Linked DNA regions of Mus musculus: region 1 is linked to region 2. A link is a contact called in public promoter capture Hi-C data. All regions are on one chromosome and are shown on one strand. The core of a region is the stretch at or near the end of the contact, and the rest is flanking DNA. Distances in the headings are between cores, read along the strand shown.

Evidence for each region. Promoter capture Hi-C pulls out the DNA fragments that hold promoters and counts their contacts.
Region 1: a contact with region 2 is called in a promoter capture Hi-C map of liver. The contact joins the enhancer-like site here to the promoter of Klhdc8b in region 2. A contact is called at or near these places in 3 of 39 promoter capture datasets (embryonic stem cells and liver), 3 of 115 datasets of contacts at active chromatin or transcription factors (bone marrow-derived macrophages, embryonic stem cells and microglia) and 3 of 9 other capture datasets (adipose tissue, liver and pancreatic islet).

What each region holds. Positions count from the first base shown.
Region 1 is chr9:108,225,429-108,230,881 of GRCm38.p6, forward strand. The region is part of intron 2 of Dag1 (dystroglycan 1); the gene reads right to left. Among named protein-coding and RNA genes, the nearest start is that of Dag1, 36 kb to the right of the region's middle. Within about 2 kb of position 2,648, at least 14 of the 459 cell types and tissues checked have an H3K27ac peak or open chromatin away from gene starts, as enhancers often do. A contact at or near this core is called in liver and pancreatic islet, where this site is marked.
Region 2 is chr9:108,450,268-108,455,489 of GRCm38.p6, forward strand. It overlaps Klhdc8b (kelch domain containing 8B), which reads right to left and starts at 2,534. Exons shown (of 6, transcript NM_001359428.1): 1 at 2,050-2,534; 2 at 609-1,124. The coding sequence starts at 984. It also overlaps a transcript of Ccdc71 not described here.

The DNA.
Region 1 (5,453 bases), core at 1,398-3,897, 220 kb before region 2:
CCAGTCTTTAACTATCAATGCCTAAACTGGTCACTAAGGATGGAAAAGGGTTCAAAAGAGCCCAGAGACAAGGGCTAAATCTAATCATCCATTTGGTTAAAGCAGGTAGTACAGGAGGTGTAGTGGAAGTGGGGGCTGGGGCCAGGGGTGGATGGTCAGACTCGGTAGGATGCAAGTGGGAATGTACCTTCAACTCACACGGCATCCAGGAATCCAATGAAAGCAAACTACAATTATCTTAAGACCACACAATTAACACTTCAGCACACATCTGCACACTGCTTACCCTGAAGGATAGGTGTGAGGCTTCAATTACTGAGCAGTCTTTCTAAATTTCATATTCTATTCAATTAAGACTTTATATGCATTACCAAATCACAAAACACAAACAGTAATCCACTTAACTAGATAGTCACAAGGCTCATACCAATGTTCTAGAGCACATTTATGATAGTGGCCATATAAAATTACAATAAAGCTAAAAAGTTCCTGATGCCTAACCACAATACAAGGTAGCACTCACACTGTGGCCACTGGGTAAAACCTACTAGGCTGCTAGTCAAATAACAGTAGGGCATATAGAATTATATATAGTACAGTACATTTAAAAAGGAGCAGCTTGCTGGCTTATATAGTTACTATACTTTTCAGTATTAAGAACTTACTCCTACTTATGAATAAGAAAGTGTGAATTGGGGTGGAATGGGATGTAGCTTTGAGGTACAGCATTTGCTCAGCATGCACAAGTTAAAGGTCTACTTCCCTACTTGGAAGGGGAGAGAGAGCAGCTGGAAGAGCCTTCAGGGGGAACTCAAAGCTGACTCTGAAGACCTCTTGGGTAAAACTGGGGGTAGGCCCAGGCTAGAGGGTAGCAGGTGTCTATGTTGTTTGTTTCTAGGGAAGTGGGTTTGAAAGGGGGATTTCTATATTTTGTCTATTTGGTTTTAGGGCAGCATTTCTTGTAACTTATGGAGCCTCAAACTTGCTATGAAGCAAAGAATGGCTTTGAACTCTTGATCCTCCTGTATCTATCTCCCAAGCACTGGGAATACAAGCATAAATCATCACTCCTGTCTGGTTTTACAACAAAAAAGCTTTTCTTTTCTTCCTTTTTTTCTTTTTTTTTGCATTCCTTGAATTCCAGCACTCAGAAAGCAGAAACAGAAGAGTTCTAGAAGAGATCTCTGTAAGTTTGGGTTAGCCTAGTCTACATCGAGAGTTCCCAGCCACCCAGAGCTATATGGTATACCATGTTCAAAATAAAAGCCAAGAAAAAAAGAAGAAGAAGAAGAAGAAGAAGGAAGAAGAAGAAGGGGGGAGGGGAGGAGTCTGGTTACAAGTGTGTTCAAGCTCAGCCTAGACTACAGAAATCTGTCCTATCTAGCCTGGGCAACTGTGTAAGACTCTGTATTAAAAATAATACTTGGAAGCCAGGCAGTGGTGGCGCACGCCTTTAATCCCAGCACTTGGGAGGCAGAGGCAGGCGGATTTCTGAGTTCGAGGCCAGCCTGGTCTACAGAGTGAGTTCCAGGATAGCCAGGGCTACACAGAGAAACCCTGTCTCGAAAATAAATAAATAAATAAATAAATAAATAAATAAATAAATAAATAAATAAAACTTGGAACTGGGGTGGATGTTCACCTGCTTAGCATGTGAGGCCTTAGATTCTATTTTTTTTTTTTTTAAGATTTATTGCCGGGCAGTGGTAGCGCACGCCTTTAATCCCAGCACTCGGGAGGCAGAGGCAGGCGGATTTCTGAGTTCGAGGTCAGCCTGGTCTACAGAGTGAGTTCCAAGACAGCCAGGGCTACACAGAGAAACCCTGTCTCGAAAAACCAAAAAAAATAAAAATTTATTTATTTTATGTATTTGAGTACAATGTTGATGTCTTTAGACACACCAGAAGAGGGCATCAGATTCCTTTATGGTTGGTTGTGAGCCACCATGTGGTTGCTGGGAACTCAACTCAGGACCTCTTAACCACTGAGCTTTCTCTCCAGCCCCTAGAGTCAATTCTTAAAGAAATTATGTTGAGCCATTCAATGTGCAATTGATTTGTGTTCTAATCTGTGTCAAAAAAAAAAAACCTGAAAAATTTATAAAGTTTCAGTAAGGTAAGATTATTGAAGGAAAAAAATTAAATCTAATTTATTTTTATTTTATGCTCACTGGTATTTTGCCTGTATGTATATCTGTATAAGGGTGTCAGAAACCCTAAGTGGATCTCTTCTCTCTTTTGGGCATTTTGTTCTTTTAGAAGTATGAACCTAACATAGGAAAGTTAGTGATTTCTCAGAAGCTGCAGCCATGGTTAAGATTTAAGATCAAGTAAAAGAGCAAGTTAAACAAAACTATCTGTGGGAGGGGAGGAATTCTTCTAGCAGGAAATTCCCTGGGCAAAGACAGTAGGCACCAGTTTTGTCTTGTTGATTTATAAACAAGGTGTGTACTTCTGGCATGAAAAATATGTTCCTGATGGTCAAGCTTTACGAATGTGTTCAGGAAAGAAGGTAGCTTAAGCAAGTTGTCAGGACTTTAAACACAGAAGGTTGAAGTATCCCTTTAAAACACTTGTTACCATGGCAGCTTAGAGCAAGTACGTGTACATGGCTCTCAGTCACAGAGCTGTGACATCCTCTTTGATCCTGAGGCCCTGACCTTCTGAGGTCTCAGCCCTGTATCACAGGCTGTTGGCAGGGTCACTGGCTGCAGTAAATGGTCTGTGAGAGTATGTTTTTGTATGTGGAGGAAAAGGAGCAGGGCAGTGATTTGGGAGTGTTCTACATCATTGGCCAATTAGGTCAGAAAGACCAGCAGCCATGAGAGTTTTCTAAATTCAATTCTTTAAAGCCAGATTACATTTAGAGGTTTTTAGTCTTTCCTATTACAATGGGAAAAAAAAACAAACCAGGAAGCTTAGCTTTTAACTTGAAAACATAACCAAGTGGTCACTGCCTTCCTGCATGGTCAGTCAGTCATTGAGGAATGTAATGAAGCCCTTCACCCTTGCAGATATCCCATGAGTTCCCTGCCTCCTGGGGGGAGGGAGCAGCAGATTAAATATGGTCATGACCTTGCACTGGCCTCTTCACTCTCCTTTCTTCTCAGGGCAGGTCTCCTTGACTCCTGACCCTGCCTTCAAATGGTAGTGCTACTCTGTCCCTTTGTATTGAGTTGGTGGGAGTTAGCATAAGTACAGATGGAGTTTGGAAAGGTAGAAGGCAGCTTTAGTTCTGGGAAGCACCTACCTGGAAAAGCATGACTATCCGTTGTTTCATGATGAGGGTATACTCTGAGCATGTGTCAGACAGTTATATGAATGTCATATAATGCAAACCTAGGTGATACATTTACATTGAGGTTTTATAGTATGGCTTATTTCTCTTGACCACAAACTTACAGAAACTGAGTGTAATGAATAATATTGACCATTGTATATACTAACATTTCTGTATTCAAATATATCTAAACATAGAAAAGTCATAAGAGAAATACAGCATAAAAGATAAAAGATTGCCCCCCCCAAAAAAAAATTAGTCCAGCCATATGGGCTCTCAGCGTTAGCAGAGCTGTTTCCCAGACTGGAAAGCCTGGCTGAGCCTGGGTAAGAGGGTGAGTGGTGAGCGTACACAAAGCCCAGAGTCCTTACTATGCATTATTGTTGGCTTCACAAACACAGTGTAGGCTATATTAAATTTGTTTATGGTTTTAGCATTTGAGACAGGGTTTCAGAGAGCATTCCAAACTGGCCTTGAACTCCTGATCCTCTTGTATTAATCTTCCTAGTGTTGGGATTATAGACATATACCATCCATTCAAGTTACACTTATATTAGCCTAGCATAGTGGTGCACGCCTTTAATCCCAGCACTCGGGAGGCAGAGGCAGGAGGATTTCTGGGTTCGAGGCCAGCCTGGTCTACAAAGTGAGTGCCAGGACAGCCAGGGCTACACAGAGAAACCCTGTCTCGGAAAACAAAAAACAAACAAACAAAAAGTTACACTTATATTTACTTATTTATTTTTTAAATTTCTTCAAGAGGCTGGACTTAGTGGCCCATGTCTTTAATCCTAGTAATACTTAGGAGGCAAAGGTAGGCAGAGCTCTGAGTTCCAGACCAGCTAGAGCTATACATACAGTCAGATTCTGTCTCCAAAAAAAACTTTTTTCTTTCAGGGTCTGACATCTGGCAAAGTGCTGTTGTGCACGACTGTAACCTGAGTGTGCTTCCCAGAACCCACACACAGATAGGCTGAGAGAACAGATTTACAAAGCTGCTCTCTGCCCTCCATAAGTGTACCCATACATCTGTCTCACACACGCTGATACTACTAATAAACCTTCAAAAATGTTCTTCAAGGGCCTGAAGAGATGGCTGAGTGGTTAAAAGCAATGGCTGCTCTTCCAGAGGACCTGGAATCTTGTGGACTCTTTGGGAGCCCTGTTTGCAAAGCTATGTCACTATGGCTGGTATGGCAGGCCAATGTCAAATAGGGAGAACAGGGATACCTGCCATATCTGGCTTCAGGATCAGGCTAGCCTAAAGAAGCACCCAAACGCACAGCTTCTAGGAACTGCAGAGGCAGAGGTTCCCAGGTCAGGTCCTGAAGATCTCAAATTGCTAGCTTTCCCAGTAGAAGATGCTGTGCAGCTTATTAGGAGCCAAATATAGACTAGAGTTCGATGTTTAGTGTTTAGTATAGGCTCCTCTACACCAAGCAAGTTCGCTGCTATGGCTTGAATCTAAAACATCGCCCAAAGGCTCATGTGTCAGAGGTCTGGTTGCCAGCTGATGGTCATGGTGAAGTGATCTGGCCAGAATTAACCTACAGAAGAATTCATAATTTGATGGTATGACAGGGAGGGAGAAAGTACAGATAGGGGGGTGAGGCTTGTTTAGAGGATGTACATCGCATGGATGGATCTTGTTCCTGGTCTCCCCTACTTATGAAAGTTGATGCTGGTCATGGCACCAGAAATAACAAGCTCCAAACTCCACAAGCATCTAAGACAGCACTTCAAATAGGGTTCCTATCATATGCACCTGTACTTATTACTTTCTCTCATGCCCTGCCTGTGTGATATGTATACAAACATAAACCCTCAGAATGGTTAGCAAGAGGTACTTTATTTGATATGAGACAGCCAATATGAAATCATTTCTAAAAAAAAAATATAAGGTAGACGAACATTTTAAATCCCCTCTGCCCTTCATAAGACAAACAGAAGTCCCTACCCAACAGAACTGCAGGCAAGAGCAGACAAGGCTAAGTGACCACCAGGGATTCCACACTCCCTTCAGCTGAGTGGCAGGGAGCACAAGTATAATAAGCAACACCAATTTCTCTGGCCAAGATTTGTTTTTATATATCCAGTCTGTTCTCAAAACCTTATTTCTAAGTAAATACAAAATAACAGCAGCTACAACAATAATTAGCAGCATGAATGGAGAT
Region 2 (5,222 bases), core at 1,284-3,783:
ATGAGCTGGACCTGTGGGATAGAGGCGCTGGCCACAGCTTTCAGCCTCTGGCACCCTGTCAGCACCTCTACACCGTGCTGCTTCGATAGAGCTGTTAGGTGCTCAGAGTCAGCTAGGGGCACATCCACAGGCCGTTGGGTGATATTGCCTGGCAGCTGGGGGCTTCCATGGCAACCATCTCCAGGTCGGCTTGGCCTTTGTCCACATCAGGATCCCTGGTGTGTGCTAGGGGTAGTGGGGGGGGGGGCACTAAGCACTTAAGCACTTGCTGGGCTCAGAGCCAAGGCCTTGCTCCCCTCCCCCTCCATACTATTTATAACTATGAGAGAGTCATTAGGCCACACCCCCCACTGCCTCTTAGTTACAAAGAACAGGACAGGGTAGTGGCTGGGGTCTCCCATTTTTCTGGGGGACCTTCTGGGCTCTGACCCCCCACCTCACAGCCCAGAAAAGGCAATTAACAGTAAACTGCGGCAAGCCTAGGTAAGAGAAAGGAGGCAAAGCCATGTCCAAGGCGGCACTTATCCAGCCTCTGTGATAATGGACTCTCCGGCAAGAGAAAAAAAAAGGAAGCTTGGGGCAACTGAGGGATGTTCTAAGCCACTCACCTCTCTCCACAGTCGCAACACCCATGGCCGCTTGAGGGAGGGTAGCCCGGCGCTCCCAGCGGCCTTCGTCAGCCAAGAAGGCCTCCACAGCAGCTACTGGGCTTTGGACTTCGTCCACGCCGCCTACCACTAGCACCTGCTTACCCAGAACCACAGCAGCGGCACCAGCCCGGGCAGTGGGCAGGGGTGCTAGTGCTAGCCATGTGTGTGAGCCCATGTCCAGAGTCTCAGCAGTATCCAGAGGTAACCCAGCCCGGCCACAGCCCCCCAACACCAGCAGGTGTCCGTCCTGGTGTGCCACTGTACCATATACCCGGCAAGTCGGCATTGGGGGGAACACCTGCCAAGCAAAGGCCCGACCACCTCCTGCAGCCATGGTACTCGCTCACTGCCCGTGGTAGGCCATAGTATCTGCTCAGGCTGTGGGCCTCACTGGGGGGACATGATAAGGCCTCATCTTGATTCTGTCAGGGCTGGATGGGTGTGTCTGCCCAGTCCAAGGGATCTTGCCTTGACCTGGAGGGGAGGCAGAAAACAAAGGGTCAGGGCCACTGTCAAGAAACAGATGAACAACATGTAGCTGAAGGCAGGCCAGGCCCAAAACCACTCGTGCAGAAAGACCCACACCTTTGACTAACACTCTACTGGTGAAGGTCCTTCTATAGTGGGAAGAATAGATTCCAGGTACCCAGAAGGCGTTCTCGGTTCTTGTGGGAACATGAGGGATTCTTCCCTCCCCAACCTTAAGAACTAGCAAATAGTAACTTGATCAATTTAGAGTGGAAGGGAAGATAGAGCCCAAATCTCCATCCTAGCGTGCTTCCTGTCCCAACAAGTCTTATCTCAGTGCTCCAAGAGAGTTCTGCATCCTCTACACACTGGCATCTAGTGTGCCTTCAACAACCTGGGTCCAGCCATCAGGGTCCCTCATCCTGTAGTCCTTACAAGAAGGATCTTCTACAAGGTATAACCATTTATATCAGCAAAAGGCCAGTCTCATATGCGAGACCCAAAGGGGCTAGACTCCAGGATTCCACACTCCCTTTGAAGTCCATCCTTTATGGGTGTGGCGATGCCAGCAGATTCCCTGCTGAGGAGGTTTTAAAAGGCTGGTGTAGAGAATCTCTTGAGCACAGGATTAGAAGGTCCCTGAGTCCAGGGCTTTTCCTGTAGGAATAAACGGCTGGATTCCTGACACCCCCCACCCAAGAGCACATTCCTTAGCCTCCCCTTTTGCTGTGTGTGTATCTCTCTGTGTCTATGTCTCTATGTGTATGCTGGGGGTCTCCACTCTCAGTCCCGGGATTTAACAGGGACGGCCTCCTGGCCCCAAACTTCCAACTCAAAGGAGAGTGGGGGGCGGGTCTGGCTAGTGGGTTTAATTAAGGTTCTATCCTTCATGCCCCAAACTTCCCCTGCGCGAGGTTCCCGCGGGACTCACCTGCTGGATCTCAAATGTCGCCAGGGCACGGGGTCCGCTGTTCCGCCTCCGCCTCCGCTGGCTCCGGCTAGGGCTGAAGCTGGGCTCTGGTGGGGCTCCCGCACCGCTCCGGCGTGGGGCGGGGCTGGACCGGGTCCGCCCCTCGCTCCCCCCTCCCCAGATTCGGGGAAACCTCCTCCCGCCTTAACTCTGCACATGCCACGGCAGGAGTAGGGCGCACCGACCCACGGTCACCCAAAATGAACAGACAGGCATATGGACATCCGGCCGGCCAGGATTTAGGGCTCTACCTGGGGCGATGATAGAAATGAGGCAGCGGCGAGCAACACAACACCGGTATGGTGGGATCGGAGGCGGGTGTCGTTGTGAGTCGGATCCACTCTGGGTACAATCAGCCAGGGGCTAGCCAGTGGAACCTGGGGCCTTTAGGGGTCGGAGTCCGCCCATCACAACTGAGCTTGGAGGTGCCAAACCACAAGCTTCCCAGCGGCGCCCCCTAGAGGCCACTAGGGCTGTAGCCTGGGCCTCTGGTTGGGGAGCCCAGCCGAGCTGTCCTAACCATGACACAAAGCAGGACACAGAAAAGATCCCTTAGTGTATATGGAGACTAGCAGCTTGTAGGGTGGAGGGGCAGACTGTACTAGCCTTGGGGCCTATCTAGACCTTCTTTATAGAAAAGTAGGTTATTTTTGCTTCGATCCGAGCAGTGGATGTGCACAATCAGCCAGATGCCAGGAGTCTCTCTGCCTAATGCTACTCTGGGGCTACTACTCAGAGGTTGGGTGACTGTTCATCTTCAGGGTACAGAGCTCATCTCTAGCCAACTCCGTGGTCATGTGATAGCAAACTGGTGTGACAAAGACTCCCCTGGAGTGAGAATTCTGAAATTTTGATTTCTTTTAACATCAGAGAAATCGTATAGGAATATGTTTTTGTTTTAATGCCAGGTGTGGAGATACGGGGCTGCTTCCCAGCAGCTGACTACGATTTGCCTGTGTTCTAGCAAAAGCAGGGTTTTGCCAGCTGCACATAGTTTCTGTGATTGTGTTATGTTTGGAATTCTGGGTACTTCTCAGAGGATATAAGTTTGAGAGCCCTGGGGGGTGGATGGGTGGTTGTTGGCCATCAGTGGGGAGGGGACTAGTTGCAGTTTGTTAGTTGTCAAAAGAAATTAGATTCAAGGACCTCTATTTATCTCTCCCCTCTATCCTTCTTTCTCTCCTATCTAGTGATAGGGGTTGAAACTGGGGGATGAAGGGTGGGAAAAAAACCCACAAAGTAGCAAAGACCAGCTGCATCCACCTACCTCTGATTCACACTTTGGCTCAGCCTATCTTGTGAGCATTCTGATCAGCCGAAGCTTCCAGTTGGAAAGCTTGTGTGAACAGCTCCTGCACTTGTCTGTGTCTGCTCATTGATTCCGACCCTTTTGTGTACAGTGTTTAGCTTAATTTTCCCAACGCAGATCTTGAGGCAGTGACACAAGTGTGTGTGGTTAGTGTAGGAGGTGAAGCCAGGAAGCACCCGCAGAGAAGTAGCAAGAAGACCAAGGAAAGCAGCCAATAAAGGAGGTACCATCAGTTACCACCGTGGGTAACTGCAACCTGGGGATTCTGGGAGGTGACTAGAAACATGGGTCTTATATTGTTACTGCTCCCAAGAACAAGGGGACCTAAGAAACCCACCTTCACATCCCCAGGGATCATACAGTACTAATGCCTTTGCATGCCCAAAATTCTGACTGTCCAAAATGTGGATGAACCCTTCTTTATGACTAAATAGAGCCTATAGCTCTCTCAGTGGTTGTCAGTTTGAAGTGAAGGGCATGTCTAGAAATGATGGCGCAAAGACTGGCCTCAAACTGCACAGACTCTAAAGGGCCCTTCTCTACCACTCAGTGCCAAGTCTCCCATCCTCAGGCTGCTCCTCACTTGGGGCTCTGGTATGTACCCCATGTTCTCGTGTCCTCATGTTCCCCACTGTCCCTGTTCTAAGCCCCCTCTGCTTGCTTTCCTACTGTTTACCACTTACAAGCATCTGCTTTTTAATGTCTCCCAGTCTAAGTCAAGGCTATCTCTTTCTGCTCCCTCTGAATTCTGAAGCCATCTGTCCCCAGATGCCACTGCCTTGTTATCTGCCACCTCGTCTCTTGCTACTTCTTCCTCCAAATTGTTTTTGAAGCAATTGCAATTCTTGTTTGTTTCTAGACAGGGTTCTCTGTGCAGCAGTCCTGACAGCCCTGGAACTCGCCTTGTAGACCAGACTAGCCTGTAACACAGAGCGATCTGTTATCTGCCTCTTCCTCAACCCCAGTGCTGGGATGAAAGGCCCCAGTGAACTTTTTTTTTTCTTTTTTGAGTCAGATCTCCTGTAGCTCAGGCTAATCCCAAACTTGCTACATAGCCAAGGATGACTGAATTTCTGATTCTCTTATTCCCTCCTCCCAAGTGCTGGGGTTACCTTGCCCAGTTTTTACCTGTGATGAGGAGCGAACGCAGGGTCTCTTGCACGCTAAACAAGGACTCTATCAACTGAGCTCCATCTCTAGGCATCAAAGCTGCTTTTGAAAAGTCACCATGTGTATTAGTCCACACTCTGCAGGGGAACAAAACCAACAGAATGAACACAAACCACAGGGGCTTTAGACGACAGAAAGACAGTTTGCAGGATGGGAGCACTGGTTGCTCTTTCAGAGGACCTGGGTGTGGTTCCCAGCACCCACATGGCTGAACTACAGTTCTGGGATCGGAAACCCTTTCCTCACCTCTGCAGGCACCAGGCATGCACATGCACACACGTACACATACGGGCAAACAGTATGTGTTCACATAAATCTTTAAAAATTTAAAGGATAGGGGGCTGGAGAGATGGCTCAATGGTTAAGAGCACCGACTGCTCTTCCAAAGGTCCTGAGTTCAAATCCCAGCAACCACATGGTGGCTCACTACCATCCGTAATGAGATCTGACGCCCTCTTCTGGTGCATCTGAAGACAACTACAGTGTACTTAGATATAATAATAAATAAATCTTTTTTAAAAAATTTAAGGATAAAAAGGAATTTAATAGACTGACTTACATCATACAGTCTGAGCGCTACAATTGTGGCTCTCTTCATGCTCACCACAGGCTGAGAATCCATTGGTGACTCGGTCCTGGAGTCTGGTGCCTCAGG